Regions from separate parts of the Mus musculus genome. Here regions 2 and 3 are each linked to region 1. The links are chromatin contacts, called in public promoter capture Hi-C maps. All regions are on one chromosome and are shown on one strand. The core of a region is the stretch at or near the end of the contact, and the rest is flanking DNA. Distances in the headings are between cores, read along the strand shown. Region 1 holds the start of Rem2 (rad and gem related GTP binding protein 2). Region 2 holds the start of Mdp1 (magnesium-dependent phosphatase 1). Region 3 holds the start of Dcaf11 (DDB1 and CUL4 associated factor 11).

Region 1 (4,633 bases), core at 912-3,411:
TTGGGAGAGGGATGCTGGACAGGTACCTCAGAAGTTAAGAGTGGTTGCTGCTCTTCCAGAGGACCTCAGATCACACTCGGATCACAAGTGCCAATATCTCAAGGTCCATGGGATTTGATACCTTCTGGTCTCTGTAGGAACCTACATGACATACACACAAATCTGAAATAGAAGATTTCCCTGGGGGCTGGAGAGATGGCTCAGAGGTTAAGAGCACTGACTGCTCTCCCAGAGGTCCTGAGTTCAATTCCCAGCAACCACATGGTGTCTCACAACCATCTGTAATGAGATCTGATGCCCTCTTCTAGTGTACATGTATACATGAGGTAGAACGCTATACATAATAAAGAAATTTATATTTTTTAAAAATTTTCCAAAAGGTGCAGGGTAGCGGTGTTGGTGGTAGTACACATCCTTTAATCTTTGGAGGCAGAGGCAGGCAGATCTCTGAGTTTGAGGCCAGCCTGGTCTACAGTTCCAGGACAGCCATGGATCTGCAGAGAAATCTTGTCTAGGGGGAAAGGGAGGAGATGTTTCAAAAGGCTAAGGAGCAGCCGGGCGTGGTGCCTTTAATCCCAGCACTTGGGAGGCAGAGGCAGGCGGATTTCTGAGTTCGAGGCCAGCCTGGTCTACAAAGTGAATTCCAGGACAGCCAGGGCTACAGAGAAACCCTGTCTCGAAAAAAAAAAAAAAGGCTAAGGAGCACTTATAAAAACCTATGGTTACCAAGGTCACCGCTCCAAGTATACATCTATTACAGAATATACTTTGTATAGCAAACTTATGAATAAAATAAGAATCACATTGGTTTCAGTTGTCAAAGTGACTCCCGGGAAGAGGAACCTAAATTGAGGAGTCACCTCTGCCAGATTAGTCTATGGCCATGTCTGTGGGGCATTTTCTTGGTTGCTAGTTGGTATGGGGTCCTGGCCCACTGTAGGCAGTGCTACTCTGGGCAAGGGCCCTGAACTATATAAAGTCAGCCAAGTGATCCAGACTCGGCAGGATTTCTGGCCAAGCTCCTTTCTTGTGTTCCTGCCTTGGCTTCCCCTGATGGTGCTCTCTAGCCCGTTAGCCAAATAAACCCCTTCCTGCCAAGTTTGTTTCTAGGTTTTATCACAGCAATAGAGAAGCAAACCAGAACAATAGGCTATGAGTGGAAACTGAAGGGGCTGTAGAGTTAAGAGCGTGCGTTCTGTAGACCCCTTCAGATCCTGCTCAAGGGCTGATCACCAGGGAAGTGGTACTACAACATATTCTCAGAGTTACTTGTAGTTTCTTCCATGGGAGAAGTTCACGGAGAATGGCAAAATATATCACCAATTAAAAAAGGTTGCGTGTATTTATGAGAACACAAGCCACTTTGTTTAGAGACCGTGGGTTGTCTAGGCATTGGGAATCTAAAGGTGGCAATCATACAAAGTGACACTTTGCAAGAATGCTTTGGGGACAGGCCAACCACCAACCCTTCTAAACCTTAGTTATGAAAAGGAAGAGAGATACTTGGCAAAATAGGGTGAAGCAGAGAGGCACGGTGTGTGCAGAAGGAGGCTGCCGGGAATGGGGACCCAAGAGAAAAGGAAGCTGGGTAGACAAGGAACAGTCAAGGAGTTGCCGGTTCTGGCTTCCCATAGATTAACCCTGGCTGTGCTGGCCTAGCGGTGAAGGCGAAACGAAGCTGCACAAGGAGGCTTCCCTTCCTCAGAGCTCTCATCTGCCTGAGGACTTTTGTAGCTCCTGAAGAGGCCGAGTGAAGGACCTAGACAGTAGGGTGGCCATTCTCCAGCTTCACATCCCTTGATTCATTTCTGTCTTTCCATTTAGTCTTTAGTCGTCTGTCACACTCTTTAGCCACTGAGCACCCACCCTAAGCTGGACGATGGGGTGGGGGCTGGAAACAACAGACAAGGTTTATAGTCTTGGACACTGGAGCAGAAGTCCTCTGGCTCTCAGGGTCCCTGCCTCCTGCCACTCTCAACTCCTTTATCTGCAGCCCCCTGCCTCCACACCGCCCTCTGAAACCTTTTCTTCCGTCCCCCTGACTGCTCTGTTCTGCCCGTATGCCAAGCTGTGCCTATGCAGGGAGTATGCTCCCAGAGGGAAGTGACACAAAGAAAAAGGAGGGAGACAGAAGGAGGGAATCCCGCTTACATCACTGCTCATTAGCATATGTGACCTCATCAGGAGGCGGGACAATTTCCCCAGGTGTCTGGAGCGGGGAGGGGTGGGGAATATGATGGGGGGGGGCAGTATTTAAAGGGAAAAGCTGACAGTGCTGCTGAGTGAGGAACCGGTGCTCTGAGCCGCTGGGCTGCACTCGCACATGCACGCCGATGCACACGGACCTTGACACCGACATGGACATGGACACAGAAACCGTAGCACTTTGTTCTTCCAGCAGCCGCCAGGCCTCCCCACTGGGGACACCCACACCAGGTGAGGGCTAAGGGGAGTAGGATGTGGCTAAAGCTGTGGGTGGGGGAGCTGAAGCTTTGGTGGGAAGGTCTGGGCAGGATCCAACGAGAAGGGAAGAGCAAATGCGGCAAGGGAGACCCCTGCACTTTTGAGGTCCGGACGGCCAAGGGGAAGGGGGAAAGCTGCCAGGGTGCCCCTCCCCCAACGCTCCCAGGGCTTCGCCAGAGAAACTGGCACTTGGCCCCTAGGTTAACCTCAGCCCTGTTAGGCAGAGCCTGCCAGAAGGGAAGGGGGAAGAAAAGAAGCAGCCCACAAACCTAGGAATCCCCAGCTAAGGGGGCTTCCCTGGGGACCTGTTGTAAGGGCTTCTTCTAGCTCCATCGTTGGCTGCCTGCCAAATATTGATCCTGTGCTATTTATAGCCTCGCTCCATCCCCCTTTGTTGTGTCTGTTGTTGTTCCTCTAGTTACCCCAACCCCTGAATTGTCATCCTCCTCACACACACTCTCCACCGCTACCTCCCCACGAACACAACATTGTCTCCCACTCGCCAGGACAGGCAAGGATCCAGGAGGATTCTCTCTCACACACAAACACTCACGCATGCGATGCTCACCTACCTACGGGGACACAGGAAACAGTACGCTCCCCTTCTTTAGCCCTCCTCCCCCAGACCTAGAAATAAGGTCCCTGCGGAGTTTCTGATTCTGCCTACACCTGCCAGTCTGGGACTGGGGTGCAGGAAGAAATAGGAGGCAGGGCCCATTAGAGGGAAGATATAGCTTCCCAACTCACTAGGCCTAATGTAGGGGCGTGCCTATGACGGTGTAAGGTGTGAGTGGTGTGTAACCCTGTGCACAGGACCTCCCTCAGTGACACAAGTTTTGATCATGTTGTGGCTAGGATCAACATGGGAAACTATCATGCCAGCGCCTTGAAAGTTCATTGCTTTTGAGTTTCAGGGGAATTTTTAGTGCACAAGGCTAGACTAATGACTCTCAGCTCTTTTGGGGTCACGCTCTTTATCTGGGTGTAGCTGAAGAAGCAGCCTGAATTAACCGCTCATCCGATGTCTAGATATATCTCACCCATGGCTTCCTTCTCTCCCCCTCCCTAGAAGCAGATACTACACTTCTGAAACAGAAGCCAGAGAAACTGTTAGCAGAGTTGGACCTGAGCGGGCCTCCTCCTGCTCCTGGGGTCCCCAGACGAAGAGGAAGCATGCCCGTGCCCTACAAACACCAGCTGCGGCGGGCCCAAGCTGTAGATGAACTTGACTGGCCACCCCAGGCCTCCCCCTCTGGCTCCTCTGACTCCTTGGGCTCAGGGGAGGCAGCCCTTACCCAAAAAGATGGCGTCTTTAAGGTCATGCTCGTGGGGGAGAGTGGCGTGGGCAAGAGCACTCTAGCGGGCACTTTTGGAGGTCTCCAGGGAGACCATGCTCACGAGATGGAGAACTCAGGTATTCAGGGGCACCCTGGAGGGCTCTAGTCAGGCATGAAAGTGTTTGCATTGTGAACAGTCCCTGGAGGACAGAATCTAAGAGAAATTTCTCCATTGCTTTCTATGAAGTTTGCCTGGAGGCGACTCCCTAATGTCAGGAGGTGTTCCTGGACACCAGGTCTCACACGTGTTGGGGAATCTCCTCATGTTTTCTTCCTTCTTTCCCAACAGAGGACACCTATGAGAGACGGATCATGGTGGACAAAGAAGAAGTGACTTTAATTGTTTATGACATCTGGGAACAGGTGAGGACTAAGATGTGTCTGACTCTGCAGGGACTGGGGAAGAGCAGTCTGGCTGAAGCTGCTGGCATTACCCATCCTGGCTCCAACCATGGCTAGCAATGACTCTGCATTACCACATCTCAAGGGGGAAAGGCCCACCTTGGCAGGCCTATCTTGGCTCAGAGCTGTGATACCCACCATTTTCCTAGGACCTTTTGGCTCAGACAAAAGTTAGAATCTGAATTTGACAAACCCTTCTGTTACAAGTCAGGTTAATTACACAGAAACTGACCCATTCATAAATCTGATGTGACAGGACCGGAGGTCTCTGTGGTCTCAGTAAAGGGAGAAATGTGCAGGGGCTTCTGAGTATAATAGCTCTATGTGGAAAGAAGAGGCTACACTCTGTTACTTTTAAAAATTTATCTATCTATCTATCTATCTATCTATCTATCTATCTATCTATTTATTGTTCTTTATCACAACACTCC
Region 2 (4,633 bases), core at 567-3,066, 1.2 Mb after region 1:
CAGTTTACATGTTAGAAAAATGGAAACAGACTGGAGAGATGGCTCAGTGGTTAAGAGCACTGCCTGCTCTTCCAGAGGTCCTGAGGTCAATTCCCAGCAACCACATGGTAACTCACAGCCATCTGTAATGGGATCTGATACGATACCCTCTTCTGGTGTGTCTGAAGACAATGACAGTATCATATACATAAATAAATCTTTGTGAAAAAGAAAAGAAAAATGGAAACAACCCATACGGTGGCAGAACCCTGACTGTCACACGTGGACACTTTAATACAAGAGCCCCTGACAAGGCTTTCTTGATTTTAGTTTTACACTGCAGATGAGGCTTATCCACAGGATTGGACCTCAGAGTCCAGCTTGGGCCTTTGCAAATGTCTCTAATCCTTGAGTTAACGTTTGAAGACTCATCCCATCCCGGATGTGAATGCAGGTAACGCCTGGAACAAAGAGCAGTCACATTTTACCACACTTTCAAGGCTCTGCCGTATACTACCCACCCTACACTTACTTTATCTTCTTTTAAGAACTCCCCCCCCCTCACCCCCCAGCAGTGACTCAGTACCAAGTCTGCCAACGTCTATGATATTCCGATTCTCATCATCAAAGAAGACCATCTGAGAGAAAGGAACTCCGGTCTTGTGGTGCAACCTGTGAAGAACAAGGCAGGGGTAACCACTTGTCAAGCTGACTTCTTTTGTAGTCCACTTGCTCCCACACCAGCTGTCTGCCTACCTCTCAAAGTGTGTGACTTTGCTGCCTGGGTAGATTTCCCGCTGAATAAAGTATTTGCCAAGGTCAAAGAGCTCCAGGAGTTGGTTGGCCCCTTGTATCTCACTTGTCCTTAAAAAAAAAAAAAAAAAAAAAAAGGCATTAAATACATGCATTAGGGGAGTGCCAGAGATGCAGGCAAAGTTAGGTATAAGGGGATAAAGGGACAACTTTGCCCTGTTATTCAGTTCCAGAGATTCCGACATAGCTAGCGCTGAACTAATCTTTAGTAATTTAGAAGTACAGAAAGCTAATGATAGAAAAGCAACGAAGGCCGGGCAGTGGATAGCGCATGTCTTTAACCCTAGTAGTTGGGAGGCAGAGGCATGTGGATCTCTGTGAGTTGGAGGCAAGCCTGGTCTACAGATCAAGTTCCAGGACAGCCTGGGCTACACAGAGAAACCTTGTCTCGAAAACAACAGCAACAAAAACAAACGAACAAACAGAAAAGAAAAAAAAAGAAAGAAAGAAAAGCAACGAAAATATTTTTACATTTGCACTTCCTAGTTTTCGGTACTCAGGGAGTTAAGTGCAATTTCTTTATGCATCTACTTGAGTCTGCAGCACAGTTACTTATCTCACCGAGAAGCAGCGGCGACAGGCACGCCAAGGCTCTGCAGTCTTCCCAAGACCTCGGGCACCTCCGGGTACAATTGGATGTTCTGGCCCCGCCTGTCTCGTACAGTTCCATCGCTGGAGAATATGACAGAACGCTCAGTTCCCGCAATGTCTTTTCTGGTCCCATACCTCTTATAGTCTCACCTGCTCTTGTGGAATGGGGGGTCTACGTGTGTATCTACCCAGAAAGGCCAGAGCGTGTAATCTGCAAGAGGAAGGAGGAAGAAGGTTCAAGCTGGAGGAGTGCAGACACTTAGCTACCGCGGGGAGCGGAAAAGGGAAGCGCCTTATAAAATCCCCCTGCCGTTCCTTACCCAGATCAAAAACCGCAAGCTTTGGCAGCCGCGTCATGATCCACCCGCAAATCCAAACTTGGCGCTGAGTGTGTCCCAATTCTATGGCGGCCAAGTAGGCGGCGGGCGAGCCACAGAGAACCGGCAAAGCCCGGGTGACTAGAGCGTCGCTCGGCCTCCTCCGACAGCGCAAGAGCGCCTTCGGAGGCTCTGCGGGGAGAATAGCTGCAACCGGCGACCACACCTCCCTCCAAGGCGCGGGCCACAAAGTATTCCTTACACCACCCAACTCACTTCTCACTAGAGAAGCCACAGCTTTCTTTGTGCACTTCTGTCTTGAAATTGAGACCTCATCTCATGAGTTTATTACTCTGCACTCATCTTGTCTTCATGTCAGAATCTTGACAGTATAAAAAACTAGTCTTCAGCAACAGTATAAGCAGAAAGAATGTAGTGTCTGCACCCCAAAGTGATTTAACCACAGCTACACAGGAGGCCTAGGCAGGGGGTTGAGATCAGCATGGGCAATGAATGAAAATCTAGTCTTATAAAGGGGTGGGTCCGTAAGGTTTTTGAGACTTTCTTCAAGCCACTGTGAAGGGCTAGGAGGGCTGCCCTGGGAAAGGATTTCTTTTGGTTTCTACCGTCCTCAGCAACAGTATTTTAACAGATGTGAGTTTGTACAAATGGATTTGTAGTGCTTGCCAATTTCTGAAACTATTCTTGCTGCAGACGCCCGCGCCCCCTCTCCCCGCCCCCCTTCTTCCTTTCTCAAGGTAGGATCTCACTATGAAGGCAAGGGTAACCTTTAATTCACTAGGTATGCAACTTAGGCTGCTCTGGAATTCTTGATTCTCATGCTTTAGCCTCCCAAGTGCTGGAATTACATTCGTGAACCACCACAGCTAGCTACCATGTCCGATTTCAAATTACCAAGGGAGTCATTTAACATGGAGTCAGGAAGTGTGACAACACTTGGCACTTGTGAGCTTAGAACTGACCGAAGCCCACATTGGAGTAGGCTTTCCTAGTCTAGTGATCCTTCTACGGGACGAGGACCAAACACTACCTGAGCTTGCTTCACAGGTGGAGTGCAAAAGCGGGCTAAACTGGTATTTAGAACTTTGAAGAAATAATTCCCCTGGGCTCAGTGTGCAGGGGACACAACCCATCCAGAATCATTTGGGATAATGGAATAAAATGTTTTTCAGTTGAAAAGCCAAGCCAGGTGGGTCATGCCTGTAATCCCACCTACTAGGTAGGCAAAGGAGAGAGGATTAAAAATTCAAGGGTGTGGTGGCCTTCTCCTTTAATTCCAATGCTCAGGAGGCAGAGGCAGACAGATCTCTGAGTTTAAGGCCAGCGTGGTATACATACTAAGTTCCAGGACAGCTAGAGCTATATAGACTCTGTCTCAAAAACAAAACAAACAAACAAAAACAAAACAAAAACAACAAAACAAGAGTTCAGGGCCAGCCTGGGATACCTATCAAACACCTGTTTTAAAATAAAGAATATTCCAAGCTGGACGTGGTGGCGCACGCCTTTAATCCCAGCACTCGGGAGGCAGAGGCAGGTGGGTTTCTGAGTTCGAGGCCAGCCTGGTCTACCGAGTGAGTTCCAGGACAGCCGAGGCTACACAGAGAAACCCTGTCTCGAAAAACCAAATTAAAAAAAAAAAAAAAAGAAAGAATATTCCAGGCTGATGGCACATGCCTTTAATCCCAGCAGACAAATCCATGTGAATTTGAGGCCAGTCTGTCTATATAGTCTGTCTACATAGTTCTAGGCCAGCTGGCACTACAAAGTCAGACACCTTCCACCCTATCCCACCCACACCTTCTCAAAACTAACCTAAGAGCAGCACCTTTCCTTCCACCGTTCTACTTCTACTGGTTATAGCCACTTGGATTTCAGTTATTTGTGTCAAGAAGAAAGAGTCCAGATGGCCAGGAAATATTTTATTGATAACCAAGGATACAGCCATAAGACAGGGAAGCACACATGACTGCAAACTAAAACCCAATAGCCAGCAGGGGCCATCTGGGCCAGGAACACTGCACCCTGGGGTCCTCACATTCTCCCACCAGTAGACACACAAGATTGGGCATCCAAGAGAGGGGGCAGTGGCTCTGGTGTCCCAGAGAGTGAGAGGATATGTGATGCCACATTATGATTGGCAGGGCAAGGAGGTAAACGGAACCAAGTTTCTTCACTGCCCAAGACCACCTCCTCCTCTAAGAGCCAACACCAGGTGGAGGACGGAACCACCTAGAATCTTGTAATCAGCTGCTGTCTTCTCATCATTCCTACAGAGAAGAAAAAGCATTAGAAATCCATCTAAAATGGGCATTTGTAACCTGAGTTTGGTGGATCTCTGAGAGGCCTATGAAACTGTATGAGAAAAATATTCTTTTACTAACCTCTAAGGGTAATTAGTATTTAATTTTGAATACAGAGACCCACAGTGTTAACAATATGATAGCTTACACAATAGAAATTAGATGATATCACATTATGACTATTTGCAAGTATCTTGAAAATGTAAAAACAAGAAAAAAGCAATTATCAGACTAATCATTAGACCTTCTAATAAGATGTTAATAAGGAGGGCTGGAAAGATGGCTCAGAAGTTAAAAGCTCAAATTGCTTCTCTTGCAGAGGACCTGAGTTCAGGTCCCAGTACCCACTTCAGGAGGCTCACAATCTCATTTAAATAAGGTTCCAGGAGGATCTGACAGCTCTGAAATCTGAGGGCACCTGTACTCAAGCGTATATACCTATAAATACATACCTGAACATAATCAATTTAAAGGCATATAAAAGCACATATATTACTATTCTACAAATTTGTTTTAGTAGTTTGTTAACTAGCTCAATATTAGTTTACAATCCAATCTATTTTACTCTAAGTCTGGAATATTCTATGCTTTCTCTTATATTCTGAGAAG
Region 3 (4,633 bases), core at 1,009-3,508, 1.1 Mb after region 1:
TCATCCCCAGTACCAGCCTGGAAAGTCCAGCACTGCCCTTGTCACATGTCTGAAATGCCAGGGCTAAGAAGCAGGCCGAAGAATTCCTTGCTGGCTAGCCAGTAGGGCCAATCAGCTAGCTCCAAACTAAGTGAGAAGCCCTGTCTCAAAAAATAAGTTGGTAAAAGTTTTTTAAAGACATGAAAGTAGGAGGAGGCTTGGAGGGGGGGATGGGGGGGCAGCTGGAGTGGCTGTGGTCAAGAGGCACTGTATATATGTATGGAATTCTCAAATAAATAACTTGGAAATTTTTGAGGAAGACACCAGACATCCATTTCAAGCCTCTACATCAACTGATACACATGTTCACATGCACCAGAACACACCTGAACACACAAACACACTACACACACATGCATCCACACATATATAACGATAATAAGGAAAAAATTTTACAGGCCTCTTTTCTGGACCTAATCATAATGTTTTGTTCATGTTCCACCTTAGCTATCATCCATTTTGTTATTTAATCACATAATGAGCTTGGATTTTTCAAATTTGTATTTACTTCTTTGGGTGGGTGTGGGTGAGTAGGGAGGTATGCATGAGGAGTTCTGAGAACAATTTGTAGGAGTCCATTCTCTCTCAAGTCATAAGACTTAGTAGTAGCTGGGCATGGTGGCACACGCCTTTAATGCCGGCACTTGGGAGGCAGAGGCAGGTGGATTTCTGAGGTCGAGGCCAGCCTGGACTACAGAGTGAGTTCCAGGACAGCCAGGGATTTACAGAGAAACCCAGTCTCGAAAAACAAACAAACAAACAAAAACAAAAACCCCAGACTTCCTAGTAAGCACCATTACCTAGCAAACACCCTTACCTGCTGAAGCATCTCACTATCTCACTGGCCCAAACTTGGTTATTTTTTTTAAAAGATTTATTTATTATTATATCTAAGTACACTGTAGCTGTCTTCAGATGCACCAGAAGAGGGCGTCAGATCTCATTACAGATGGTTGTGAGCCTCCATGTGGTTGCTGGGATTTGAACTCAGGACCTTCAGCAGAGCAGTCGGTGCTCTTAACCACTGAGCCATCTCTCCAGCCCTCGGTTATTTTTATTTTATGAAGAACTGCAGCAACATTGGGTTTTTGTTGTTGTTTGGTGTGTATGTGTGTGTGTGTGTGTGTGTTCAATGTATACACTGAACCCAGTATATACAGAATGCCAAGCAAGCACTCTCCCATAGAGACATATTCCTAACCCACTAAAAAATTCATTTCAGTGGCTACCAGGTATTTTTATAACTGTACAAAACTGACCATAATTTATTTAACCAACCTCTTATTGTATATTTGGATTTCTTTTATTTCCAGTATCCCACTATTATCAGTGATTGTTAAGCAGAACATACATTTTTATGTAGGTCCAAGTTTGATTACAGATAGCAGTATCACTAGGTCACAGTTTAGGGCTATGAGGGCTGGCTAGGACTGGTTAAAAAGATAAAGCATCTCTCAGATTAGACATTCTGAAAGGGTGTACCAGTAGAAATAAGGCACTTCTAGGCACATTTGATTGGCAGACAAAATTTTCGAATGAAGTAAAAAGACAATCAGGTTGGGAAGTCTGTATTTGAAGTAATAAAAAAACGAAAAAACAGTCAGCTCTTAAGAACGAAATACTTTTAAGAGTAGACTTGAGCAGATCAAGGAGTGGAAGAAGTCTGAAATGTGGAAAAACAGCCACTGTGAAAATAACCTCAAGTAATCAGTTAAAAAATATCTACAGAACTTGTAAGAACTAGAAGAGTAATAAGGAAGGAAAAATACTAAAATTATTACAGACTTTCCAGGCCAAATAACCCAAATACCTAGGAATCCTGAAAGTTCCGTGTATGTTTGAAATACCTGTCCACATAATTAATGGAGACCAGCCAAAGAACAAAATGCTGGGCGCTTGTTTACAGTTAAGAATTTTAAGGCAGTGACAACCTGCGTGGATCGGGAGAAAATGTTGGGGTCTCCGGCCTAGAGACCAGGAAACCTGACACAGAACCTGTCACATGCTCGCCCCGGGAGCTGAGGTGTCCTCGCGATGGCCCACCTCTGGGCCAAGGCCGACATCGCCCGCCTCTCTGGCCTAGGAAACCATCCCAGACAAGGTAGGGTTGGCCTTGGACTCACCCTAGTTACTCATAAACCAACGGGAGGTGGCGAGCGACAGAAGCCTAGGGACGGTCGGCAAAGCCCAGACCCAAGGGGCGCGTGCGCACTAAGGCAACCGGAAAGGCTCCGGGGACGGCCGCGGCACTTAGGGAGCGTATGCAAAGACCAAGAAAGGAAGCCAGGGGTCGTCAGACAAGACCCCCGCTGGTAAGCGTGTACACAGCAGGGTGGAGAGGCCCAGGTCCCACCAGTGAGGACTGCTTTCGACAGGCCGCTAGCGCTACAGCCAGGGGAAAACGGTTGAACTGGGGTTGCTGGGAGCTGAGGGAATAGGAGCGATTGGGCACGCAGTAAAAAACAAACAAACAAACAAACCACTCGAGGCCAAGCGACCTTAAGGGACCACCTCGCAGACTTGATGTCTAGTTCCGCTACGTCTAATGCAGGTCGCAGCCAATTCCAGTCCGCTACGACTAAACGCCCCTCTTGGGTTGAGCAAGTTCCCCAGCCCACCTATCAATCACAGGTCTCAGCTATCCAATCAGAGGGCCGAGGGGGAGGGACTGCTTGGAGCGTCGAGTGACGTCAGCAGGCCTGGCCGCCAGAAGCGTGACGGACGAGGCTCGCGACTGAGGAGCTGTTAGCCGGCGCCGCAGCGATAGTCGCTGTAAACAGGGCCTCGCCCCTGCGGGTCCTGCGACAGCTCCTGGCTGGTGGGTGGTCTCGCGTGGGGCGGTAACCGCCAGACGCCGGGGGGAGGTGCTTCTCCATTTTCCCTCCCCCTGTTGTACACACCCCCGGCGCACCACGTGGGCGTGAAGCTAAACTGGAGGGGGTGTTAGGCTGACTTCTAACCTCATTGGCTGTTGATGCTGCCGGCCCGTGCAAGAAATTGCTCTGATTGGTCAGTAGAGGGAGGCGTGGGGGGGGTCTGAGTTCTAACGCCTCTGGTTGGTTGTGTGAGATAAGCTAGTGAAATGCGTTCTTCCGCAAGGGGTTTTGATTGGTCAGTCGGAGAGGTTATCTGGGATTCAGCCATCCCGGGCCGGGGACTTTGATAGGTGAGTTTGGTTAGGAAAATGGGAAATTCCTCTTCGTGGACTCTGATTAGTACGGTAGGGTTGCACCCTAGGTTTCATATGGCTTTCTTTGCTTCACAGGATTGAGAAAGGTTTATGTTCCCGATACCCTGGGAGCTGTCATAGCTAAAGAGAAGGAAATCTCAGTCTCCTGGAGGGGTCACCCCTCTAAAGATAGCTTCTGCCCCGTTTCTGGAAACCCTGGTATTTCTACAGCAGGCTTTGCTTTCACCAAACCCAAGTTGGAGACAGGAGCAGCCCCTGCGCAAGACATAAGGATGCTGTAACCAGAAGATGGGATCACGGAACAGCAGCAGCGCCGGATCCGGGTCCTTAGAACCCTCTGAGGGCTTGTCCCGAAGAGGGACTGGCCTGCGTCGTAGTGAGGAAGAGGAAGAAGAGGATGAAGATGTGGATCTGGCCCAGGTACTGGCCTATCTCCTCCGCAGGTAACTTACCCTCTGCTGTGACACTAAGTGTCACAATGTCTTGACCTCAACTTCAGGCAGGAAAAGTGCAGAGGATAGGGAATGGCATTGTCCCAGGACAATGGTTGTGTTTGAACAGAACGACCTTTCCCTGCTGGATGTCCATACACTCTGCGTGGCTCCCTACCCAAAATGGTTCTTACAACTCTCATAGTTGAGGAGCTCCTAAGGGAAGCCTTTTCAGCTGTGACAACACAAATGTCATCAGTTTTCCAAGAAAATAAAACGAGAGAAGGGAGAGGGATTATGGAGGAAAGGAGAGATGTGAAAAGAGTTGGGAAGGGGGTGCTAAGTCACTTGCCATGTGAGATGAAGCCATGTGGATTTACTTGAAAAACAAGTTTACATCGGCCTTACTAGCCCTGCTCTTAAGAAAAGAATGCCCTCAAGGGGGTGACCACCAGGAACTAAGAACGTTTTGTTTGCTTGCCTACGGTTCCTTGGGAAAAGATGAACCTAGTATCCCTGCAGACCCTGTGTTCTGTGTTGCGTTCCTACACCGACGGCTGTGAGGGTTGTTGTTGTTGTCAGCTGGACAGAGTCTGAAATCACCTGGGGGACACGGCACACCTGGGCGGGATGGATTATTTAGCCTCTCTGGGCAGGCCTGGAAGGGATTATGGCGATTGGGTTCATTGGAGCAGGAAGACCCACTCTGAGCGTGGGTGGTGCCATTCCCATGTGGGTCCTAGACTGTATAAAAAGGAGAAAGCTAGCTAAACCCAACCATTCATCCCGCCTTCTTCCTGACTATGAGTGCTGTGTTACCAGCTGTTCCTGGCCCTGCTACTTTGATGGCCCCGCTATGACAGACTCTGCCCTTGAGCCATGAACCAGAATATACCTTCTCTCACTTAAGGTGCCTTTGTTGGGGTATAGAAGGAAAAGTGGAAGTGCTCTCCTAATTCTTAGCTCTTGAATT

Evidence for each region. Promoter capture Hi-C pulls out the DNA fragments that hold promoters and counts their contacts.
Region 2: a contact with region 1 is called in a promoter capture Hi-C map of liver, with 3 times the contacts expected there. The contact joins the promoter of Mdp1 here to the promoter of Rem2 in region 1. A contact is called at or near these places in 1 of 39 promoter capture datasets (liver) and 1 of 9 other capture datasets (adipose tissue).
Region 3: a promoter capture Hi-C map of liver shows a contact between it and region 1, with 2.7 times the contacts expected there. The contact joins the promoter of Dcaf11 here to the promoter of Rem2 in region 1. A contact is called at or near these places in 2 of 39 promoter capture datasets (the C10 cell line and liver) and 2 of 115 datasets of contacts at active chromatin or transcription factors (microglia and pancreatic cancer cells).

What each region holds. Positions count from the first base shown.
Region 1 is chr14:54,473,939-54,478,571 of GRCm38.p6, forward strand. Rem2 (rad and gem related GTP binding protein 2) reads left to right here and starts at 2,162. Exons shown (of 5, transcript NM_080726.3): 1 at 2,162-2,436; 2 at 3,533-3,877; 3 at 4,090-4,163. The coding sequence starts at 2,334.
Region 2 is chr14:55,658,635-55,663,267 of GRCm38.p6, forward strand. Mdp1 (magnesium-dependent phosphatase 1) reads right to left here and starts at 1,817. Exons shown (of 6, transcript NM_023397.5): 1 at 1,704-1,817; 2 at 1,534-1,594; 3 at 1,354-1,464; 4 at 736-843; 5 at 566-651; 6 at 1-440. The coding sequence starts at 1,740. The coding sequence ends at 349. Nedd8 (neural precursor cell expressed, developmentally down-regulated gene 8) reads right to left here. Exons shown (of 4, transcript NM_008683.4): 4 at 3,629-3,991. The coding sequence ends at 3,895.
Region 3 is chr14:55,557,771-55,562,403 of GRCm38.p6, forward strand. It overlaps Dcaf11 (DDB1 and CUL4 associated factor 11), which reads left to right and starts at 2,259. Exons shown (of 15, transcript NM_133734.3): 1 at 2,259-2,351; 2 at 3,440-3,672. The coding sequence starts at 3,518.